Regions from separate parts of the Xenopus tropicalis genome. Here region 2 is linked to region 1. Evidence: chromatin contacts called from public Hi-C data. All regions are on one chromosome and are shown on one strand. Each heading gives the region's core, a stretch centred on a gene start, on an enhancer-like site or on the middle of the called end of the contact. The rest is flanking DNA. Distances are from core to core; before and after follow the strand shown. Region 1 overlaps pcca (propionyl-CoA carboxylase alpha chain, mitochondrial). Region 2 overlaps clybl (citramalyl-CoA lyase, mitochondrial).

Region 1 (4,716 bases), core at 959-3,458:
AGAGGCATACAAATCCCACCATGGCTAATTTAAGAACTTACCAATTTCCCTTGCAATTCTGACAGCTTCATCTGCATCCTGTAAAAGCAGGAAATGAGACCCAATGTTAATCCCATCAGCCATTGCACTGTGTCCTTAGGGCAGTCGTATATTGCACTACTGTCTCCTCCGATTCATTTAATGTTTGATTTTACAACCTTCTGACCCTTTTCATTCAGAGGAATGTAAAATTAATACCATAAGTGGAATGTAAATTCTACCTCATCATTATTATATGGTGAAAAACTCAAAGCCCTTCTAAATCAGCTGACAGGAAACGGAGCTGCCATTTTTAGATGACTTTCTGCAGTGGCAAAAATGAAGTGATTAAATGTTGGAGTTTACAATCAATAATGGGCTGTAAATCAGAGCATTAAACCCTGTCTGCTACAGCTTGTTTCTGTCTTCTCCTCTTTCAATGTGTCATGTTTTCCATGAAACAGTCAGCAGGGGGAGTTGATTCTCTATTGTTATATGCTTTGTAAGTTTAATGTCTGCTTAGAAAGGGAAACAATGAAGTGAAAATAAATAAAGTTCTGGATTCTGCGACTCAGAAAGCTACATCCTGCTGCATGGCTTAGCTTGAAAGCAGAAGAATTTGTTTTTTTAAAAGAGTAAATACAACTAAAATACAACATAAAGGCTACTAAAACTTAGGTAGGTTGTCACCCTGTGGGTTCATCTATAAGATTGACAGCTGAAACTAATATTTGAAAACGCTGTTGTATTTCCCCAATGATGCTACTTTGTTTCTGAGAAGATACTGTAGGCTGGTGTAAGACTAGTACAGGTATGGGATGCCTTATCCAGAAACCCGTTATCCAAAATTACGAAATGGCCATCTCCCATAGACCCAATTATAAGCAAATAATTATTATTTTTAAAATGTATTTTCTTTTTTTCTGGTATAATAAAACAGTACCTTGTACTTGATCCCAACTAAGATATAATTAATCCTTATTGGATCGATTCGGCAGCTAATCAGGCCGTGTATGGGCACTCCCGACAGGCCTGCCCGACCGATATCTGGCCTGAAATCGGCCAGATCTCGATCGGCAGGTTAGAAAATCTAGTCGGATCAGGGAGCGCATCAGTTCATTGATGTGGTCCCCAGACCGACTTTGCCTATGCCCGTCATTATAATTCGATCAAATTACACTGGATTCTCCCGATATCACCCACCCGTAGGTGGGGGATATCGGGAGAAGATCCGCTCGCTTGGCCAAGCGAGCGGATCTGCCCATGTATGGGGACCTTTAGATTGCGCCACTGGGGAAGAGACTGATGTGACTGATATACTGTATCATTTCTGTAAAGTGCTTTGTAAATGTGTTCCCACTGTTTAACAGATAACAATATTGGTGTAGCCCAAAAAAGGGTTACAGTTTATTTACAAGCCAATTTTACTTCACAAAAGATTACTACCAAAGTGTTCCTCCCAGTAAGCTGTTTCAATGTTTACATATGTGTATGCTTGCCCTAGATTAAAAGCTGTACCTTTTAGCCTTTTGTTTTTTTAGAAACATACAAATACATTTCCATTTACCAAATGAAAGAAACAAAAGGTGAAAATAAAAATATATATGAATAAAAAGTATTTCTTTGGTACCTTGCTAAAGGCCCATGAAGGACGCTAGCAGGGGAAGTTGGCAAAAAAATTTAATTTCCTTTCATTAACTAGTCTGCTCCACAAATCGGTGCTTGTTAAGTTCAAAGCAGTTTTGAGAAAAAGGTTAGTTTTAAGTCTCTTTATTCTGAGCAGTCACATCTGCTAATGAGATTTCTTCAAAATAACCATTTTTTTTTTTTAAATCACAGGCTCATAGATAAATTCAGAAGAAAAAAGAAAAATATAGGTTTATAATTTTATTGGACCAGTTTATTTTTTCTATGGCATTGCCTTTTTAGAAATCTAGCTTAAAGGGACAGAATTCATGAACAAGAGGTAATTTAGGGATGTTAGTGGCTTGTTCACATTGAGTTTGAAGGCTCTTTGTTCCTGCCTGTGACAGTTATGCGAGAATACTTCCCTCTAATCGCCTCTCTGTCAGGAAGTGTTAAACCTGCCAAATGCAGACAATTAGAGCCTCTTGAGTAAAATGCAGGAAGAGTGATGAATGATGAAGGGCCGTGATTAGAAAAGAGTTTGAAACTTTTTGCATTTCTTTTTGCTTGCAAATCTGATCACGTTTGCAAAAATGCAATTAAAAGGCAAAGTCAAACAAAACCAGTTTTTGTTTAGATACCTCAACAAAGCAGAGCTGATGGGGGCCAGCAATCAGGTTAAGAAGCAGACACTGTAAGCAGAACTTACAAAAACTAACTAAATGGGAGATCTGTCAGAGCTTTAGTTGAACTACAAAACCCAGAATGTACCAAAAGCCCAAGAATTTAAGAAAGAAAGTTCTCAAAAGCACTATGTATTAGGGAAAGTGTGCATCAGTTATTTTCAATGTCACTATGTACATTATGTTTTATAAACTTAGAGGAACCATCATTACAGGATCCTCGCTTATTAAGTTTACATCAAACTTGACCATCCACAAGCAAAAAAAACAAGCAAGCTAAAAAAAAATTTTTCATACGTATAAAGTCATAAAATGTACATCCCTGTAACTATGTAGCTAACCAGCTACAGTATGAGACCATGGCACTCAGAACCCTATACCCAAAATTCCAAAAACAGCAAAACATATCAGTCCACCTACAGAATTTATTTAGGGCTCAAATTTAAAGGAGAACTAAACCCTAAAAATGAAAATGGCGAAAAATGCAGTATTTTATATACTAAACTGACTACTCTAACCAAAAAGCTCAGTAACTGACAGCAGCACAGAACATGTGCAGTGAATCAGCAGAAAAGAAGATTGGGAACTACTGGGGGCATCTTTGGGGGCACAGATCTAAAGGGCTGGGGTTGCCTTGGGCTGGTACAGAAGCCCAAACATAATGCACTACATTTATTTTCTATTTCTTTAGTTAAAGGAAAACTATACCCCCAGAATAAATACTTAACTGACAGATAATTTATATTATGTTAAGTGACCTATTAAAGAATCTTGCCAAACTGGAATATATCAGTAAATATTACCCTTTACACCCTTTCTCTTGATCCACCATTTAAGGTGGCCATACACGGGCCGATTGTAGCTGCCGATATCGGTCCCTTAGACAGATTTGGCAGCTTATCGGCCCGTGTAGGGGCAACAACGATGGGCCTGCCCGACCGATATCTGGCCTGAAATCAGGCAGATATCGATCGACAGGTAAAAAGATTCAGTCGGATCAAATTAGCCTAAATTCGCCCAATATCGCCCACCTGTAGGTGGGGATATCGGGAGAAGATCCGCTCGCTTGGCGACCTCGCCATGCGAGCGGATCTTTACCTGTATGGCCACCTTTTGTGTGCTCTCTCAGAGATCACATGGCCAGAAATAATGCAGCTCTAACTGTAAGAGGAAGTAGTGTGGAAGCAAAAGACAGAACTCCGTCTATTAATTGACTGATGTGGCTTAGCATGTATGTGTGCCTTGGCTTGTTTGTGTGCACTTCTAAAAAAGTATTTTTCTCTTATTTAGATGAAACGAGGTTTTACACATGAGCTTGTTTATGCAATATATTTTTATAGAGACCTACATTGTTTGAGGGTATAGTTTTCCTGTAAGCTTTAGTTCTCTTTTAAAGAATCCATGTACAGTGTACCTATACTTTATTACACACTTATGTTAATGTGCAGTGAATGTATAATTATAGCAGGTATCTGCTTATTGGCCAACCAGTTAAAATACTATTTATTTTTGTAGATGGCTTTAGATCGTGGAGATGAACACTGTATGTCTGTTTATATGTGTATTTGCTTATAAAAAGTAACAGCAGCAAATAAGGGCTGGATTAGCCTGTAGGGATTATAGCAGTTTTATGACTGCTCAATATCGACAGAAATAAATCAGTCATTTAATATATTACCTTATATATAAAGGGGGAGTGTTAATTAGATGAAAACAATTAACTTGTAGATATGTAAGGCAGGTTTTGAAACCATTTACATAACATTTAAAAAATATCTGGCAAATCTATTAGAGGAATGGGACACTATCCTACAACCTGTTAATTTTAATACCTTTGTGCAGGATGAACTGCAGTCACAGCAGCATTTTTATAGATGTTATAGTGAAACAGGTATTACAGGTATGAGATCTACTACTAGGAAACCTATTATCCACAATGATTCAACATATTTTAAGTTGTGTCTAATTTACTTTTTCTCAAAAGAACAATATAACAATGTAAAAAAAAAATGAAATTTACATCCCTCTTTTCATTCATCACAACCTATCTGTGTTTATTTCTACAAGTGTAGAACATATTATAGAAAATGGATTTTGGATAAGGGGTTTTTCTATAATGTAGAACACCCTTTTTTTCTTTCTCAGTTAATATAAAGAAGCACACATAGCCCAGAAAAAGGACAAACCAATCAAAGTGGAAGAACCTGTTTAAATAGTACACTACATGAATGCTTCAGAGCTATCAAAACAAAATATTTCTGCATAATCAATGCCATACCTATAGTATGGAGGAGTCCCAAAGAGCATTTGCCTACATTCAGAGCAAGGAGCTTAACCAGGTTTGTCATTTCAGTATGTTAATCTGCTTAGTCCAGATAACTGCAAAGTA
Region 2 (4,716 bases), core at 940-3,439, 270 kb after region 1:
ACCTGTAACAAAACAAATAGATTATTTGCAACCTACCCACAGTGAAAAACATTTCTCATTAACAGGTATGAGCTAAAAGTTTAAGTTATGTTATAAATGTTAATTTTAAAAGACTTGCACCTTTAGCATTGTTATTCAAGAGACATATATGCGAAATAAGACGTTACAGAAACTACTGTAATAGATATGTCTGAAAAATGAAAATAAAAACAAAGTTAAAAAAAATAAAAATAGCTGTAACATAGTTATTAGATTTTCTTGTAGAGGGCAACAGGCTGTTTGGATTTATTACTACATATGAAAAATTAAAGAAAGGTCTTGCTAAAGAGTACCAAGTCTCTATAGCTTCCCATTGTATCACGTATTGGAAGTTATGAGTCAAGATAAGGGTCTTGTCAAACAGACCTTTAATATTTGGATTATATTATGGATCACAATAAAGCAACTAATATTATATTAAAGCACTGGTACATCTTGGATAGTGGTAGGAGTTATTGGAAAAAGCCTTGTTTAAAAAAATAGAAGAAACCTACTATTAAAGAGAAATTAGAAGTCAAGGTACTGCAACCCAAGGATAAAAGTAACAGGAGAAATGGAAATATTTTATTTGTTATATACTGGGAAAAATACTGGGAGAAGGCTAAGGGAACCAACATTAAAATTGCTGAGCATAGAGGTGATAAAGGGAAATGTATTCCATTTATCTATAAGAATTATGCAAAAGCCACTTTGCAGAATTATTTTTTTTTTATTTATATCATTGGCACATAAAGGGTTATCCAATAAGATGCAATTTAATGCCTTGTTTTGTAGCCCCACGAGTTACTCTTTATATTCCTTGTAGATTGTAAGCTCTTTCCTTGTAGATTGTAAGCTCTTTTGGGCAGGGCCCTCTTCACCTCTTGTATCGGTTATTGATTGCTTTATATGTTACTCTGTATGTCCAATGTATGAAACCCACTTATTGTACAGCGCTGCGGAATATGTTGGCGCTTTATAAATAAATGTTAATGTAATGTAATGTAATTAGTCTGTATATATTAGCAGCATCCATGGGTAACTATGGGCATAGAAATGCTGTATATAAAGACTGGAAACTGTATACTGTGCAGTGGTACACAAACCAGTAGGGGAAAGCACGGCCATCTTTGTTTCATCCAGAAGTGTGCATGTTTGCTGGGACAGAGGAAGAGTGGCAACAACTTTATGGTTCATTTTATGGTTCATTGAATTTTCACGTTATCTTTCATATTCTTCACAATAATTTCTCCATTACCTTTCTTTACTACAGCCCTGGAGACAAGCCCTTGGACTGAAATTATCTTTTTAATATCTTGAGTTCCTAAAAGCATATACTTTTTACTGATTTTACATATAAGAAACTGCTAATGAATTGGTTTGTGCAATATTTTATGAATTAGGACAGTTAGTTGACTAGAAGACTGGCCAGGCATGCATTTAATAGGTTTTAACCAATTGAGAAATACATACTTTTATTAAGCATTGTATTAAGAATACATTTATTTGGTGGCAAGGTTACCCCATAACATTTATATTTTTTCATTACTTTTATAACATATATGTTTTTCAACAATCATTTTTCTTCATATTCTTTTAATTTTACATCATTTATTCCAAGATCCATCAGTAGAATAAAATGTTTGGTTGAGAAAGCACAGAAATTAATAAATTTAAAAACTATAAAAAAATAATTTTCAAATATAAATCAGTTTAAGAGCATTATGCATAAAGCATATTAGGTTTTGTCATTGTATAAACATGCACCTAAACTGTAATGAATACCTAAGATTTAGAAAAATTATTAGTCTAAATGCAGAAATGACTTCTATAAAAGGTATACACATACCTATTGTTTAAGTATGTTTTCTTTATGACCTAGTAAAGTTGTTTTTGAGAATTCTCTTAACACAACAATATTAGATGGCATTGCCCCTTAACACTTAATTTTCTATCATTCTAAAACGTAACAAGTTAAAAAGCCTGGCACAAAAATGGTAAATGCAAAGTCTAAATTTAATATATTTATTTTTCAATGACTGCACAAGGTAAAAAGTTTTGCCAAAGCAAATCCAAGATCACAGACACCCCCCCCCCAATTCCTAGCACACACACTCCACATTAATTAGATCTGGCTGAGACTTCACACTCTTATCATGACTGCTGAGGAGTGCCAAGTCCTTTTGTGTGAAAATAGTCTTCTGCCAGCACCAACTGCAAGTTAACTTAATGCCTGAATTTAATGCTGAGGATTTTACTACACAACCTGAAACAAACAGATTTATGGCTAAACATTAAATAGCAAGCCAAAAGTCCAAATTTAGAGGTTTTATTGACTTCTTAGAAACAAAATAACCAGGCATATTAGTGTTTGGATTGTGCAACAGACATTCAGTTCCATTGTACTACTCAGAAGGGCATGAAAAGAAACCCTACTGTTTGAAATCCAGCGGAACATCCCCACAACAGAGCACAACTGTTCCCTTATGCATGAATGGGAAGGAGATGAAAGGAAAGATGGACTTCTGAGGTACTGAAAAAACAAAGAAAACAAAAGTGCTGATCATGAGGGAATGACACAACTCATTGCTACGAAAGGGATGAGAGAAAGGATCTCGGACAATGGAGAAGACAGCTAAGTGACATGTAGAAGAATTGAAAAATCTACAGAAGAACTGCCTTTTCTTTCTGCACTTGATGAGAAACAATTAGATGTTGGTACAGCCATCATAAAAAGATAATTGAAACCTGTTACTATCAACCTGTGTACAGTGGGTGACCCCCACAAAGGCTTTACATTACAAATTAGAATTTTGCCCTCTGTCATCTACACCACTGACCAAAATAAAAGAATATAATTTCTCTGATGCTTTACTTTGTTGGGGTTCAGCAGGAAATGTGGCACAGATAAAAAAAATTACATGATTACAGACATTTCTCACCATTCACTAAAATCCAACTCACTCAAATGCAGACAAAAATGGAAAAAATTAAACCTTTCCAACACTCAGTTATTAATCAAATATCAGTCTTTAATGAGGACCATGAAATATTCTGTGAACCGAAATGTAAATAAAGTAACAGACCAATAAAGAAGGAAAACAGGAAAATGCTAATTCATAATGGTCTTTTTTAATACACAATTGCCTTATTAACACAGTGCAATTTTATTAAATATTCAAAAAACAACATATTATTCCTACTTCTGCATAACTTGCATTACATATACGTCATACCACCCCCCCCCCCCAAAAAAAATACACACAAATAGGTTAACTTACTTCCAGAGCTTTTTTTCGTTTTGCAAAACAGCCTGGGAAAAAGGCGCTTTTCACAACTAGCCTATTGACTGTTATTATTTACGGAGTAACATGCAAGAAGATCACAAAAGTGAAAAGCAGTTATTGACCCTGTCAAAATACCTGATTAATGGATAAACGCTGTAATTGATTAGCAGAGAAGTGTGAATTAAAACAGAACTCGGCATCAATAATGAGCCTCTTACAAAGGTAGCTGACATAAAATGTAAAACGATAGCCTGCAGCTATATCTCATCAAAGACAAGCTTCCTTAAAAAGCAAAAGGGAAAAACTGTCTCAGCGCCTTGTCCTCTGCAATTCTTTTGGTCTTTTCTTTTGGTAATGATGCTATGTATTAAACCACCAGCAAACTGTTATGGGAATTACTCATCAATCCACCTTCATACATCAAGTAAAGCAAGGCTGTTAAATGGATCTATTATCTTCCCACTTCTTTAACACTTAAGGAATTCCAAGCTGTTTTTTATTTTAAATGTGTGAACTCTGCAATTCCCTGAAATCCTTTCAAATAACTTTGTTTTTCTTTGAAAATTCTAAATCAAAATGATACAGTTACAGCTCTATTTAAAGAACCACCAAGAGATTAGATTGTATTTTCGCCCAATATCTTTTTTTGCACTTGCTGATATTAGCCAGAACAAGATTTTACTCCACAAAGTCCTATATTTCAACCTAATTAATTATTCTGGGTAGTTTAGAGATGTATAATTCTATTCACTTATCCAGTTAACATTATGAATGAACCTACCATATCCATTCACAGCTAAAATATATTTCTCTGTTTTTACTGATATCCTGAATTGACATTCTATAATACACAGAATGGAGATACAGTATCAACCATTCTCCTTTTGCATAAAGCCTTGTAGAACTGTGCTGTATTTCATTACATCCAGTATACTTTAGGTTTTGTGTTTGCAAGCTTTCACACAGCCCCCTCCAGCTCTGTGGCACCCTGTGAAACTGCATAGGTCAGGTGTAGGCTTGCCCTTTGCATCATACAGAGAAAAACTGGTTCCAAAGCTGCTCTACAGAATGCATTTCCAGGAACCCATATCTGGCCATTTTAAGGGGGATGTTTATGAATTAGCTATTGGGCCTGAAAAGGCTAAAAGTAAATCCCAAACTATGGGGCTCATTTATCAAAGTACGAATTTTCGCCAATTAAAAGCACGATTGGAAAAAAATCGGACTAACCACGATAATTTCTGATGTACGTTAATTGCGCGAAAATTTGTATCGTGGGTTATACGAAAATATTGTGGTGTGATCCGAAAGTTACGAAATTTTAGTATCCGAACGATCGTAAACGGCGGGAAAACCCTTCTGACTTGATCCTTCTGTGATTTTGGAAGCCTCCCATAGGACTCATTGGCAC

What was found. Hi-C and Micro-C count contacts between places; a contact is called where the count stands out from the background.
Region 2: a Hi-C map of gastrula embryo shows a contact between it and region 1, with 2.0 times the contacts expected there. The contact joins two enhancer-like sites. A contact is called at or near these places in 2 of 5 Hi-C or Micro-C datasets (gastrula embryo and neurula embryo).

Annotation. Positions count from the first base shown.
Region 1 is chr2:120,648,688-120,653,403 of UCB_Xtro_10.0, forward strand. pcca (propionyl-CoA carboxylase alpha chain, mitochondrial) reads right to left here. Exons shown (of 24, transcript XM_002937086.5): 8 at 42-78. Among named protein-coding and RNA genes, the nearest start is that of pcca, 86 kb to the right of the region's middle. Within about 2 kb of position 2,209, at least 3 of the 11 cell types and tissues checked have an H3K27ac peak or open chromatin away from gene starts, as enhancers often do. A contact at or near this core is called in gastrula embryo and neurula embryo, where this site is marked.
Region 2 is chr2:120,920,297-120,925,012 of UCB_Xtro_10.0, forward strand. All of the region lies in intron 1 of clybl (citramalyl-CoA lyase, mitochondrial), which reads right to left. Among named protein-coding and RNA genes, the nearest start is that of clybl, 83 kb to the right of the region's middle. Within about 2 kb of position 2,190, at least 2 of the 11 cell types and tissues checked have an H3K27ac peak or open chromatin away from gene starts, as enhancers often do. A contact at or near this core is called in gastrula embryo and neurula embryo, where this site is marked.